Linked DNA regions of Mus musculus: all the other regions are linked to region 1. Evidence: chromatin contacts called from public Hi-C and HiChIP or PLAC-seq data. All regions are on one chromosome and are shown on one strand. The core of a region is the stretch at or near the end of the contact, and the rest is flanking DNA. Distances in the headings are between cores, read along the strand shown.

Region 1 (2,700 bases), core at 138-2,637:
CGATCTTGTATGGATGTCTTGGGAAACAGAAATCTTGGGGCTCCATTTTGCTATGTCCCCCAAAGAAAGAGCTTTCCTTTTTTCTTCTTACTTCCTTCTTCTCCAGCTCCTTAGCACAGAGCAGGCTCTTAAAGCGGCTCCCTAGATATCCATAGACCAAGAGAATGAGGGTCAGGTTATCTAGAGGAGGGGGGAGGGGAAGGCCACTTGAGTCATAAGGGTTGAGCAGGTGGCGTTGAAACAATGACTGGACTGGGCCTTAGGTGTGACTCAATCTCTCTATAACATGATGTTTTCTTGGTGCTGGGTGCTGAGATTCTCAACGTGGTTTCACATCTGAGCCAATCCGGGCAATGTTTATTTATTTAGTGGGGATGGGGAGCGAGGGGTCTGAGGAAAATGTATGGCACTGTGTTCTTCCTTTCCACTTTGTGGTTTCCGGGCATGGAATTTAGGTCCCCAGGGTTTTGCAGGCCACATGTCTTTACCAGGTGTGCCATCTTGCTGCACCCTTTGAGGAGTTTTTTTTCAAAGCCCCAGTGTTGGGGCACACTCTCAGATTCTAACTAAGCTGCTCTGGGGTGTAACCAGGGTATCCACCTGCTTAAGAAAAGCTCCCTGGAGAGGCTCAGGTGTAGGTCAGGGCGAGAACCCGGTAACAGGCAAGCAGGCCAAGGTTTTAGAACATCACGACAGAAGGAAGATCCATGATTGGAAAGCAAATTCTATGCACGTTCTGGGGACCACAAACTGCAGTCCGTAGAGTGCTTACAGCTGACACAGCGGGCTGGAGCAGCGGGGAAACAGCAGCTCAGAGTAGGAAGGGAGTTGTGGGGCGCCAAGATCAGCAAGAATAAAGGGAGCTAAGCAATGTGAAAGGAGCCTGGAGATAAAGTCTGCCGTCTAGGCTGTAAATGGGGCTCGGGAGTGACTGCGTGGAGACCCGGAGGAAGTGGGGGGTGCCGCCCAGAAGGGCGTGGCGCGGGCAGAGGCTTAGGAAACTCAAAGGCTATAGGGGGGCAAGCGGTCGCGCAGAGAGACACAAGGGAGTCCTTATGCACACGCGCACGAGCGCGCACGGGCACACCACGCTACCACTCGGTGGGCACACGTTCGCTGCACACGCCGCGGTCCCGAGAGCGGATCACAGGGAGGAGCGGCAGGCAGGGCCGGGCAGTCTCTCCAGTCGCGCCCCTGCAAAGGCTTGCGCAACAGGCGGCGGCTCCAGCCCGCCCCGCCCAGCCCAGGCAGGGTGCAGCACGAGGCGGGCCGGAGAAAGGGGTGTGTCCCCGTCTCCTGCTGCGCTGGGAGCAGAGGGTCTGGGAGGGGCGAGGCCCTGGGGGCGGGGCCCCGGCGCCTATAAAATCGCCCTACGCACGCACGGACATAAACAAACCTTGCCAGGCTACCCTCTCGCGTTGCAGGCAGATTGCTCACCCATCTTCGTCTCCCTCTTCACCTCCCGCGGGGCGCTGCACCTCCAACCTTGTGGTTGGCTCCTTTCCGTGCTTGCTTGCTCATTAGGTAAGCCCTCCGGACGCCTTCTTCCTCCGGAGCAAGACAAGGACCCCCAGCAAAGCTTGCTTTCGGGGTGCTACTGGACACCCCGCCCGTCTTTTGTGGCCCTTGCGAAGACCACAACTGGTGGTCTTCGGTGGAACCGGCGCCGGAGGGATAGCTGGCATCACTGGAGCGGGTTTCGATTACTATAAGGCACAAAAAGACGTGTTGGGTCTCGCTTTCTCTCTAATTGGGGAAGTGGGATTAAGGGGTCGAAGTTGGGGCGGAGAGCCTGGGAATACCTGGGTCGCACTTCCTGGCGTCAACCCTGAGCCACAGCTGACTTCTCTGTCCACTGGGCTCAAGGGGACACTTTGTGTGTGCTCTCGCGTGTGAAGGGGTGTGGATGGGTGATGGGGTGACTAGGAAAAGAGCGACTGTAGCGCGTGTATCCAGGGGATGAGTAAGGGTGAGCAGACTTGGCGGGGAGTGTGGAGAAGGGGGCGAGGGTGTGTCTACTCTGGAGCCTGGTCCCGAACCAGTGTGATCTGAGTCCAGGTTCCCATCCAGTCCAGAGCCCAGTGCTCTCTCCAAGCTGTGCGTGTGAGAGAACGTGTGTGTGCTGGGGGAGAGTCCGGGGTGTGTCCCGGCGCGTGCTGCACGCGCCACTGCGAGTGTCGGCGGCGAGAGGAGCCCAGGCAAGGGTGCGGCCCTCTAGGTAGTACCGGGTTGGCTCTGTAACTGCGCGGGAGTGGTGGTTTGTGCCTCCAGGGTCGCGCGGGCATCTGGCAGCCCCAGAGTTGGCTGGAGCTCTGAGTGTCGTCATTTTCGCCTCCGCCTCCCCCCGCCCCACCTCCCTTTCTTTCTCCCAGGCGGTCCTCCCTGCTGTTTTAGCCCGGAGAGCAGCTGGAACCGCTCGTCCGTTCCCGGGAGACCGGTCGCGGTCTCTGATTCAGCCTGTAGGGTAGATTCGGGAGGGGCGTGAGGAATGCTGCAGGCTCTGGGGAAACATGCTGTCACCACCGCCTCTGTCAAATTAGTAGCTGAAGCTAAGATTTGTGGATGGCTTCCTTACTCTGCCACCTTCCGTCTTCCCTTGTCTGTCGCCTTTGCTGGCAGTCATCACGGATCCCCATGCACTGTCCCTTGGGCTTTAATGTGGGAGGACAGGTCGGGGAGGGAAGTCCAGTGGTCCGTGTC
Region 2 (2,700 bases), core at 141-2,640, 150 kb after region 1:
AAAAAAAAAAAAAAAAAAAAAAAGCTGTCTGTGAGGCGCAAAACTCCACAGCATTCCCTTACCATGAATGCCCTACTCATGGGAAGACATTGTAAGAGATTCTTATGATTTCAAAACATTTTCAGACTCCTGCTTAGAAACAATCCAGTTTCTCTTTGGTATCTGTCAGTAATCATCTCCCAAATGGGATACCCACAGATAGTCCACTGAAGCTCCACATGAAGGTTCTAGAGTATGTGTCTATAGATATTATTTAAGAAATGTCACTCTTTCAGTTTCTGTAAGTTATAGGTACATATTTGCTGTGTTATTTATGGAAACAGTTTATGACTATGAATAATACCCTGAGAATAACTTTTTTTTTCTGTAAGTACATGATCAAGAGTTAGGAAGTGACTAGTCAAACAATAAAGAGACACTGGGTAAAAGATGGAAGCCAGGAGGATACCTTCATCCAGGGGTTCTGCTCTATTGATAGAAGGAGGCATGCCAGCAAACCATTTGACCTTAGGTATAGATTACTATGGCAACTGTTGATCTGCAGACAGACACCACCACCATGCCTACCATCCTTCATCCTTACTGATGCCACATGGCATGATCAACAACACCCTGGTGAGTATCCATGAAGTGCCCAGGACAATAGGGATAGTATCAGAAGGAGGGGATGCAGGATTATTTATTAGCCCGTTTAGGTAGATTTGAGAGGGACAGAGAATGAGTCAAAGAGCTAAGATGACTGTCAGTGGCCAGTAATGCCATCACTATCAACTCCAGACAAGACAAGAAATGTAGTCATCCTACAAAAACAGGAATTGAGAAAGAGGTGTGAAGCAAACATCTCATGAGACCCTCAGATGTCTAGCTGTATCAAATTCTGCAACTTTTAAGGATCTCCTACTCAGTCTTGGTCACCAAAGTCTTGCTAGATGCGTTTTCTGGGGTCCCTGTGCACCAGGGCCCCCACCACGTTGTCTTGTCCTGCTTTTCTCTTGTCCCTTCATCCATTCAAGGTTAGCTCAAGAGGGTAGATCAAGTGGCAGCCCTGTCTCCCCATATCTCTGCCATTTGCTACCCCACAGAGGCTCCATCACAACTATTTCAACAGGAAAGACAATGGCGATCAAGCTAACATATCTGGAAGATAGTAAATTACTCATATGGAGCTGAGAACCACCCAGGCTCTGGAGGCACATTAGTGGGATTAATTGAGCAAGGACTGAATAGGATTCTAGTGAGTCTTGGTACTTCTGCAAACCTCCTGAGCAGAAGGGGTCATGGGGAAGAGCTTCTACTTTTTTCTTTTGTTGAGGAACTACAGTCCCAGGAGTCTTCTTGCAAAGACAGTGCTTGATGACACACGCCGGTTTAGAAACGGTTTGCAGTGGGTAAACTCAGATCTTCCCACAGGCTACTTCTCTAACTCTAAGCCAATCCCAAAGCAGAACTAGCACTTCTTGAGGAATGGAACTGTCTACTCGTCTCTACATGGGAAAGACAGGCTAAGAGGAAATAAATACAAATGCTCTTATTCCCCAGGCACAGTCTCTTTCTTCATTCATTCAGTGGATACTTGTGGGTCACCTCTTCAGGGTAGGTTCAGTGGCTCTATGTTAGACTCACCACCTCCTGTGCCATTTATCAGATCCACTATGGTTTTACCAAGGGTTTACAGAAATGGAGGGTTTGATGGTTTTACAGTACACTAGGAAATGCATGTATATTTCCCCATGAGTCCTCACAAGCAAGAAGTATTATATTATGCTCTGTGAGAGACTTGGAAATCTGTACAAGGCCATATAGCCCTGCCTTTAGCTATCTGGCCTCCGTCTCTTGACTTTGACTCCTGTGTTGCAAATACAGCTCCCAAGAGTGTCAAAGAGGGAGTTTTCACTTCTGGTTAGGGGAGCTCTGAGATCTACAGAGAATAGGTGAGCTCTGGTTATACATCTGCAGGAGACAGGATGTCCTCACAGGTAGGAAAAGCATCTAAGTGCATTAGAGCTGCCTAACCAAGTACACTAGTACCTGATTCTTTTCACTCAAGGGATGCTACCTGGTTCTTAAGCTTGGATTTCTCATCATCTATTTTTTTCCAACATTTATATAGAAAGAAGGAAAATAAACCCTGAACTTCCCAGACTTGGGACCTACTGATAGCCTCACATATCTGCCATGAAACACCAAATTGCTTTACAGCATATCTCTCGCTGAGCTTAAAGCCTCCAGGAGAACTAAATTCAAAGAAATGAGCTGTGAATTGTTTCAGTTAGGGGGTTGCCAGTTCCAGCTGGGGATTGTGGCAGCTGACCCATGATAGGGGATCTTGTCCCCTTAGCAACGGTAGAAACCACAGTGCCCTACTTCACTGAGTGATCCTTGGCTCACTTGTGGCTAACAGCTTGCTGTCTCCCTGTGGCAGTTTATCTGTGTAACTGATAGCTAATTAATTTGCAAAGCCCTCTAGAAATCTGACACAGATGGCTTGAGTGTCTTTGTGGACCTAAATTGTGACCTTTTGAGAGGTAGTTGTCATTTGTTAATACAGTTCAGCCTGGCTGACCACAAACTTATCTTGAGGCTTCCTGGAAGGCCAACATCTATCTTTAGCTTTTGTGCTGACTCCAGGCATTAAGGACCTTAAAGGAATCTACACCGTATAGATGAAATCTAGCCCTATCCTGCTAAACCTCAGTGCAC
Region 3 (2,700 bases), core at 108-2,607, 240 kb after region 1:
CAAAACGGTTAACAACAGCAACAAAGACAACGACAACGACAAAAACAACAAGGTTTTTAGGCGGTCTCATTGTGTGGATTTCCTGATATCAAACACTGCCGAGATTCTGATATCCTTAATGAAGCTGGGACCAAGAGGATGTAAGTAAGATTACATGCCATCAAAGTTGATGTCCTAACTTTGATCACCAGATCCCACATGTTAGAAAGAGAGAATTGACTTAATCAAGTTGTCCTATGACTTCACATGCTCATGGTGCCATGTATGTTCAGGCTACACCCACACACATACACACACATACACACACATGCACACACAAACATACACACACACGAGCATGCACATACACATGTACATGCACACACATACACACACACACACCAAATACATAAATCATTAATTGTAAAAACTAATTGGAGCTAGCAATTAAATGATAGCAATACTTCACAGTGTTACCTTCTGGATCCTTCCCATTTGATACATATCCAGTTGTTGGCAGATTTTCTTATTTGACTTATTGCTGATGTTATTAATGGTTCTTTAAAATTTGTATTGACATATAGTCACTATATGTAATGATGGACTTTATAAGAAAATTTTCATTGACATTTATCATGTACTTTGACCATGATAATGCCTCATATCCTCTCCTTTCCCCCACTACTCTCCCCTCCCACTAAAGCTAGAGGCTTCTCTATTTTCTGGCAAGTTCTCATCCTCTGGTGCCACACTGGCTAAAATTAGATTTCTTCCACCCTCTCCTCTTGGTGGTAAACACTCCTCATTTTTTTCTCTGTTCAGTCTCAGACTCATAATCTAAACAGAAACCCAGCACTCTCAATGAACACTCTCATACAGCACACACCCCTGGTAGTTTGAGGGGAAAAATATCTGCCATGGGCTCAGATTGTATAAAACCATTTCTTGGTGTTCTGTAGGGTTAGTGGTAGGGATATTCATTTGATGTGGGCACCAGAAATCAGCCCTGGATGGGGTAAGTGATCTTAGATAGAACTTAGCTAGTTTCTAGAAACTGAGCATAGGAGCCCTACAATCCCTTGACTCTATGAAGGTGACGAAATGCAGGCTTATTTTGCTTTGGTGATGCCCACATCTATCACCTCAGCTAGCTGGGGAACACCTTGGCCTCGGTGATGGAAAGCTTTGCAACTTTTGCACTCAGCACCTGGACTGATGCCTCCCATCTGCCTGGTAGGTTGTGCTTTGTGGTAGAGGACATATCCCAAGGTTGTGGTTATATCACGTGAGGACCACTACTAAGTCATGGCTGGCCACACCACCCCTCCTTCAACCCTCTGGTCCTCTCTCCAGTAGCCTTTTGACATCTCTCCTTTGCCATCTTTGAAGTGGAATTTGCTATGAGCTGGCATTCAGACCAAGTCCAGAAGTGAGGAATGCAGTGACATCTGAGGAATGGAATTCCAAAGTGTCAGAGATGCCAAGCAATTTGCTGCAATAACCACAGATGACTTGAAAGCATTTTCTGCTTTCAGGAGTTTGACCTGCATTCCCTGGGTTGTTTGCCTCAGCAGGTGGTCCAAAGGATCATGAAAATAACACTGAAAAGCAGACTTTGGTGTGCTTCCTGTTTAAAGGAAGTGGAGTCTACTGAGTTGTAGATTCCTAAACTAGGACCCTACCCACATTAGCTTTCGATATCAGATCTAAGCCTGGATAACCTTGGTCCAGGTCTCTGCTTTATTCAACTGTGACATTAGTAGCTAGCTGATAAACAAAAGAAATGCACCCTACTGAGGATTGCCATGGGACATACAAGTGAATGACCAGATAGTTGGAACTTGGAAAAAAAAATCCCCAGTTTAGAACATACACTCACACACACACACACACACACACACACACACACATCAGATATATATATATATATATATATATATATATATATATATATATACATACTCACATACACCACATATATACATACACAGATACCACACATACAACATCACACACACACATATATATACACATGCACACGCACACACACATATGTGTGTGTGTGTGTATATATATATCACAGACCCCACACACATATCTCCAACACCACACAAACATACACATAGAACATCACACACACACACATCACACACACACACACATACACACACACACACATTCATGCCTACATACATACACAACACACAAACACTATATATATGATACCACACACACACCATATACATACACATAGCACACACACAGAAACATACATGTAGCATATATGCATAGCACACACACACACACACACGACTGAATTGAAAACCCAAAGCTTGGGCTAGAGAGATTGTTCAGTTGGCAAACTCTTGCCTCACAAATGTGAGGACCTGAGTTTGTTCCATTAAGCCCATTCAATAAGCTAGGCAAATGCTTGTAATTCCAGCGATGGTGAAATGTAAGGTAGCGATAAGCAGATCCTTGGGAACTTTATTGTCCGGCTATGCTAGCCTCAGTGAAACCCCTGGCCAATGAGAGACCCTGTCGCAAACAAAAACTGGAAGGCACTAGGGAATGATACCCAAAAACGTTGTCTACTGATAAACACACACACACACACACACACACACACAGACACACACACACACAGACACACACACACACAGACACACACAGACACACACACACAGACACACACACACACACACACACACACACACACAC
Region 4 (2,700 bases), core at 124-2,623, 180 kb before region 1:
CCAGGCTGTTCCCCACTGCTCTCAGAATCACAGGCTGGCCCACCGGCTCCATCAATAAACACAAAACTCAGAGTGCAGCTAGCTGAGTGGGTGGGGGTCAGGCAGGACTCCTGGGAATCTGTCTTTCCTCTTCAGCCTCCTCAGGTCCCTGCCACCCTGGACACCACCTCAGATCTAGTTTTAAGCCAATGGAAACCAAAGATCCTCTATCTGTGGCCTTGAGGTGTTTTGACTTTGGGAACTTTTCCTCTTTCTCGATACTGGCCCAAATAGCTACTACTTACATTCCTACATGCTTCCACTTTACTAAGCAAGCACACCCAAATAGTTTTCAGCCCTTTCTGAAATCAATGGCTGGGTGAGGAGGAGGAAGGGGAAGGGGAGGGTAACAGAGCCAGCCTGCCTGAGATCCATTTGGCAAGCCTTTGTGTTACATCCCACAGCTCGTCCAAGAGGCTGTTCGGGGAAGACACGTCACTATGTTGCTCAATGGTTTTTGTGTAAACACTTTTTCTAAGCACTGAAATTACCCTCTGTGCTGAGAGTAATGGCGATCGGGAAAAAAAGCAGGAAAAGGACCTTTAAGTTAAGGCTGGTGACGCAAACTTGCTTTTGCTTTTTGTCCTTTAGAACAGAATCACCCTCCTGCACTTAGCAGTCTCTGCAGATGGGCAGTGTACTCAATAGGGCCTCTACGGGTCAGACTCTGTCTCTCCCCATCCCCCTTCAATCCTATGCTTGAGTCAAGGAGAGTCACTCTAAAAGTGTTCCTGGAATCACCTTGAAAAATCATTGCACTGCATGGTGGTTGTGTAATATTCTAGCAAACAACAGTAGAACTTGGAAGTTTCCATCCCTCTATTGCTGCGTACTTGTGTGTCATGCACATCAATACATATGATCACGCTGGTTACTGTTACCAGCCCTGTGATGTTGTGAGCATTTTCCTTCGTTTGTACTATGTCCCGGGGATGCATTCCCAGGACCAGTGGAACTGCTTTCAGAATTTCTCCCACCTGTTTGCAATTGTGACCTTGCTGGGGAAGGAAGCCAGGAAGATTGGGAACAGAAGCTGGAAGATGATCACAAGAGGCTGGGAGAGGGACAGGGAAGAAAAACCCAAGAAGATCCCACAGCACTGTGAGATCGTGTAACAGGCAAGTGGATCTTTTTTCTTCGGGGCTCAGTATCCAGGTCATGGAGGAACAGGAGCAAGGAGATGTCAAACAAAGAAGAGGCAGGGCATGGAGTCAAGGGAGTTTGTTTCTGATAGAACGAGAACCTGTTCTCCAATCTTGCATTCCTCAGGGGCTAGCATGTGGGTGGGACAGGATGTTTGCTAGCAGTTAATGAGCTACACTGGACTGTGACCCACTTCGGGTCATCTTGGGTTGTTGATAATCTACAGGATTATTGCAACAAGCGTGGCTCGTGGGTGCTTGCTCCAAATGTCTGCCGAGCCTGCGGGTCATTTGTACCTGGTGGTGGTACTTCAGGGCTCCAAGAAATTGAGAATGCCTATGGGCCATGAGAGGTGGAATGCCCACATCCCTTTTGAATTCAGGGGCTTCCAAGATTCCAGCATCTGGTGGAATCCAAATAGCTTTGGCTCTTCTAAATGTCCTGAAGTCCAGAAGAACTTCCTAGCATAAGCCACACTTCATCAGCTACCCATGACTTAGATGTGAGAATGAGCCAGGGAAGGGAGGGTCATACACACACACACACACACACACACACACACACACACAGAGAGAGAGAGAGAGTGCCCCAGGGATGGGTTTGCATGTGGCAGGAAAGGCATCTTCGGGGAAATTCCTCACCCAGCTGCAATGTACACACCCAGCTGCTGAAGTTTTTCCTATGCCTCACTTCCTTTTTCTATAAACTGACATAACAAGACCTACATGAAGGATGATTTTAAGAGTTAACAAGTTAATAGAATAAAACTCCAAGGGGCAAGTAGATCAGAAAGGCTACAGAACATGCATGTGTGCATGTATTTCTATACACATATTCACCTTGTATGCATGCATAGATGTGCATGTACTTACTTCATTCATGTGATGCATATATGTATGTCCACAAAAGCACTGGGTCATATGCACTGCATTTTACCATTGTGTTATGTGTATCATATGCATTTATAAATACATTAAATGTCCTGTGCACATACTAAAGCCATTTTAAACAAACCCCACTGGTCACTCCAGCAATTCACTTGCTTCTTATTTCTGAGACTTAGAGTATTTAGTAACCAGTTCCTCCTGCCTCTGTACCCAGATTGAGAGACACAGGGGGACAGAACCACCAGTATGTTCCGAGGTACAAAATGTACAGAATGTAATTGCAAAGGTGGGGTACACATGAGTGACCAGCTGCTAAGAGCCACCTGCTCTCCTCTGATTTCCTGAAGTCCCTCTTTAGGCTGGTGACAGCTGTGAGTTTGTCTCCTGCATTGTGCTGCTGTTTCTGCAGCACCAGGATACCTAGAAATCAACTCAGGAAACCCCAGGTCCAGCCCAGAGCCCACGGAGTCTCAGCTAGGAACATTTTCCCTCAGGACTCTCTGCCTGAATGCCCAGAGTGTGAGCTGAACCAAGGTGCAAGTGTCTCTACCCATGAGACTCTTTAGGACCTGACACCAATCTGGCCTTCCTGTTCAGACATAGCTGCACCTTGGGAGGAGGAAGGGAGTTC
Region 5 (2,700 bases), core at 55-2,554, 180 kb after region 1:
TTGTCTGTGCATGGATGGGAAGGAATATTCACACAACTCCTCACTGCCCACACCATTAACTCATTAACTGTCAGTAGCACTTCAAGGAGTAGTAGTGCCCTGTAAATCCCTCTAAGAAGGAGTCTTTTCATAGCCTTCTGGGGTAAGGTTCTTTTATCTGTCATCCCATTTTTAAGATGCTGAGGCCTGTAGACACAGGGCAGACCCTGAAATAAAGCCAGATGAAGTGACCCTAGTTTTTAGATCTCGCGACCCCCCTCCTTTTTTTTCAGATGGGAACACTGGGATCAAGGTAGGGCTGTGATAGAAGCAAGATCTGTGGCCACAAGACCTGCCTGAAGGCTATCTTCTTGGGGAAGAGGCCTGGGACACTGGGCGACTGGGAGTAGAGTTTCACAGACACAAGCTAGGAGGCTCCAGAGCAGTGCTTCTCAACTTTCCTAAAGCTGCAACCCTTTAATACAGTTCCTCATGCTATGGGGACTAGCATCCACAAAACTACTTTGTTGTTTTTTCTTAACTGTAATTTTGATACTGTAATGAATCATAATGTAAATATCTGACATGCAAGATATCTGATATGTGACTCACCAAGGGGTCAAGACCCACACGTGAGAACCACTGTTTCAGAGGCACCCCCTCCCCTCCCCTCCCCCACAGCTTTGTCTCTCTTTATTCCCAATTGCCTCCTGTACCTGGTCAGTGAAAACCCTCCTCTTTGCTTCCTAGGACTTGAAAGTGACTTCCTGGCTGTGCTGACTGACTACCCATCTCCTGACATTAGCCCCCCAATATTCCGGAGAGGAGAGAAACTGCGTGTAATTTCTGAGTGAGTGAGCCTCTCAAAACAAGTATGATCCCCTAAACATGACTAACCCATCAGAGTTCCAGATCTAGTCAGTTGTCCAGTTCTACACAGGTGCTGGTCCTACTGTGAGGTGAGAAATTTAGTCCCTGCTGTGGCCTGCCCTCCCAGGACCTTACAGCCTCCAGTGGCACCCTTTGAATATATGGGGTGATGTTATTCACTAGGGCATGCTGGGAGGAGAAGCAGAATCCAAGAGCATTGTATATGATAACAGCAGTGCCTGTGTTCCTGCCATTGTCTTTAAGTATAGGTTTAAACTGCCTATAACACACGCTAAGGGCTCTGTGTACTTCAATTAAGAGTCTAATTGATCTAGACAAGCAAATGGATGTTTGGTTATACTTGAGGGAATAAACGAGTACAGGAAGTTTTTGTTTTTGAAACTCTTCAATCATGCATATCAGCTGAGGAAATGAACTGTTGGTCCCCCAGGGGTGGCACTGTCAGCATGTGAACAGGTTCCCCTGTGAACACGTAACTTGTGGTGAGGGATGTCTGCCGGGTATATATAGGCTTTAAAAGCTAAATTTTGTGGCTGGGAAAATAGTTCTATTGGTAAAATGCTTGCTGAGTTAGCATGAGGACCTGAGGTTAACCCTTGGAACGCCCCCTCCAAAAGTTGGACATGATAGCATATACACCTATAATCTCAGTGTTGAGAAGAAAAAATAAGCCTTACTGCTGGCCAGCCAGTCTAGCCTGCTTAACAACTTCCAAGCTAGTGAGAGGTGCTATCACTAAAACAAAGATGGGGCCAGCTACATGGCTCAGCACGTAAAGGTGCTAGGTGCACAAGCCTGGTGACCTAAGTTTGATCCTCCAGACCCATGTAAAGATGAAAGGAGAGGAATAACTACATAGAGTTGTCCTTTTATTTCTCTATGCATATTATGGTAAGCATTTGCCCCATCCTGAACATCATTCACATGCAGAAATGTACACACACACACACACACACACACACACACACACACACACACAGATGAATACATTCAATGATTTGAAAATAAAACAAGGTGGACAGTATCCCTAGAAATGACAACCAAGATTCACTTTTGGCATTCACATGCACACATGTGACAATCCCAACATACCATCTCTCTCTCTCTCTCTCTCTCTCTCTCTCTCTCACACACACACACACACACACACACACACACACACACACACACAGGAAATCTAAATTTTCAACGGGAGAAATTCAGGTCTAAGAGGTGATGACAGATCATGAAAGAGGTGTGTCCCAAGGGGCAATGAGCTAGTTTGATGACTACATCTTTGGCTTTACCATTTACACATGCATATTTCCTTTTCTGCTTTGTCCTGACAGTGAAGGGGGCTGGTGGAAAGCCATTTCTCTCAGCACTGGCCGGGAAAGTTATATTCCAGGGATATGTGTGGCCAGAGTGTACCATGGGTGAGTATACATCTTAAAAGTACCATTCAGCCATGATGTGTATGGGTGACTCAGGTGATTAAAAAAAGCTCTAGCACTGTACAGTGGAAAGAAAGCATTGCTTAAAGGGATGGTTTTACCCCATCCTTGGGGTAATATTTCCCACTTTCTAGGACTTGATTCCCCAGCAGTAAAATGAAGCAAGTTGGGACTTCTTACTCAGACATAGTATTCCTACCATACCTGAGCACTCTAGGACCATGTCTAGGAAGCAGCCTAATTCAGGGGCTAAAAGTCAGTCTTTGTAAGTTCAAGTCTAGCTTCTGTCACTTCCAGACCATGAGATAACGGGCAAGCTTCTCAGCCCCGTGTATCCTCAGTTGTTCAGCAGAGAGCACAGCGTAGGATGATGGGGGAATGGTACAGACTTACACTG

Evidence for each region. Hi-C and Micro-C count contacts between places; a contact is called where the count stands out from the background. HiChIP or PLAC-seq counts read pairs in DNA pulled down with a chosen protein or histone mark.
Region 2: a Hi-C map of granulocyte-monocyte progenitors shows a contact between it and region 1, with 1.7 times the contacts expected there. The contact joins the enhancer-like site here to the promoter of Ndrg1 in region 1. A contact is called at or near these places in 1 of 39 promoter capture datasets (the C10 cell line), 6 of 484 Hi-C or Micro-C datasets (B cells, LSK cells, granulocyte-monocyte progenitors and 2 more), 2 of 115 datasets of contacts at active chromatin or transcription factors (effector CD8 T cells and memory CD8 T cells) and 3 of 9 other capture datasets (adipose tissue, liver and pancreatic islet).
Region 3: a contact with region 1 is called in a FOXA1 HiChIP or PLAC-seq map of pancreatic cancer cells. The contact joins the enhancer-like site here to the promoter of Ndrg1 in region 1. A contact is called at or near these places in 3 of 484 Hi-C or Micro-C datasets (B cells, cortical neurons and embryonic fibroblasts) and 2 of 115 datasets of contacts at active chromatin or transcription factors (microglia and pancreatic cancer cells).
Region 4: a contact with region 1 is called in a FOXA1 HiChIP or PLAC-seq map of pancreatic cancer cells. The contact joins the enhancer-like site here to the promoter of Ndrg1 in region 1. A contact is called at or near these places in 1 of 15 datasets of contacts at CTCF or cohesin (the NIH/3T3 cell line), 2 of 484 Hi-C or Micro-C datasets (liver and pancreatic cancer cells), 3 of 115 datasets of contacts at active chromatin or transcription factors (extraembryonic endoderm stem cells, memory CD8 T cells and pancreatic cancer cells) and 2 of 9 other capture datasets (adipose tissue and liver).
Region 5: a Hi-C map of B cells shows a contact between it and region 1, with 1.7 times the contacts expected there. The contact joins the enhancer-like site here to the promoter of Ndrg1 in region 1. A contact is called at or near these places in 1 of 39 promoter capture datasets (liver), 3 of 484 Hi-C or Micro-C datasets (B cells, LSK cells and muscle stem cells), 2 of 115 datasets of contacts at active chromatin or transcription factors (effector CD8 T cells and memory CD8 T cells) and 2 of 9 other capture datasets (adipose tissue and liver).

What each region holds. Positions count from the first base shown.
Region 1 is chr15:66,968,328-66,971,027 of GRCm38.p6, reverse strand. Ndrg1 (N-myc downstream regulated gene 1) reads left to right here and starts at 1,387. Exons shown (of 16, transcript NM_008681.2): 1 at 1,387-1,524. It overlaps Gm2895 (a long non-coding RNA gene), which reads right to left and starts at 1,380. Exons shown (of 3, transcript XR_875396.3): 1 at 1-1,380.
Region 2 is chr15:66,815,306-66,818,005 of GRCm38.p6, reverse strand. The region is part of intron 41 of Tg (thyroglobulin); the gene reads right to left. All of the region lies in intron 1 of Sla (src-like adaptor), which reads left to right. Among named protein-coding and RNA genes, the nearest start is that of Sla, 15 kb to the left of the region's middle. Within about 2 kb of position 1,390, at least 74 of the 459 cell types and tissues checked have an H3K27ac peak or open chromatin away from gene starts, as enhancers often do. A contact at or near this core is called in adipose tissue and granulocyte-monocyte progenitors, where this site is marked.
Region 3 is chr15:66,731,593-66,734,292 of GRCm38.p6, reverse strand. The region is part of intron 27 of Tg (thyroglobulin); the gene reads right to left. Among named protein-coding and RNA genes, the nearest start is that of Tg, 62 kb to the right of the region's middle. Within about 2 kb of position 1,357, at least 94 of the 459 cell types and tissues checked have an H3K27ac peak or open chromatin away from gene starts, as enhancers often do. A contact at or near this core is called in cortical neurons, embryonic fibroblasts and pancreatic cancer cells, where this site is marked.
Region 4 is chr15:67,144,649-67,147,348 of GRCm38.p6, reverse strand. All of the region lies in intron 2 of St3gal1 (ST3 beta-galactoside alpha-2,3-sialyltransferase 1), which reads left to right. Among named protein-coding and RNA genes, the nearest start is that of Gm31400, 24 kb to the left of the region's middle. Within about 2 kb of position 1,373, at least 158 of the 459 cell types and tissues checked have an H3K27ac peak or open chromatin away from gene starts, as enhancers often do. A contact at or near this core is called in the NIH/3T3 cell line, adipose tissue, liver and 2 more, where this site is marked.
Region 5 is chr15:66,791,810-66,794,509 of GRCm38.p6, reverse strand. The region is part of intron 41 of Tg (thyroglobulin); the gene reads right to left. Sla (src-like adaptor) reads left to right here. Exons shown (of 9, transcript NM_009192.3): 4 at 730-829; 5 at 2,199-2,285. Among named protein-coding and RNA genes, the nearest start is that of Sla, 39 kb to the left of the region's middle. Within about 2 kb of position 1,304, at least 31 of the 459 cell types and tissues checked have an H3K27ac peak or open chromatin away from gene starts, as enhancers often do. A contact at or near this core is called in B cells and effector CD8 T cells, where this site is marked.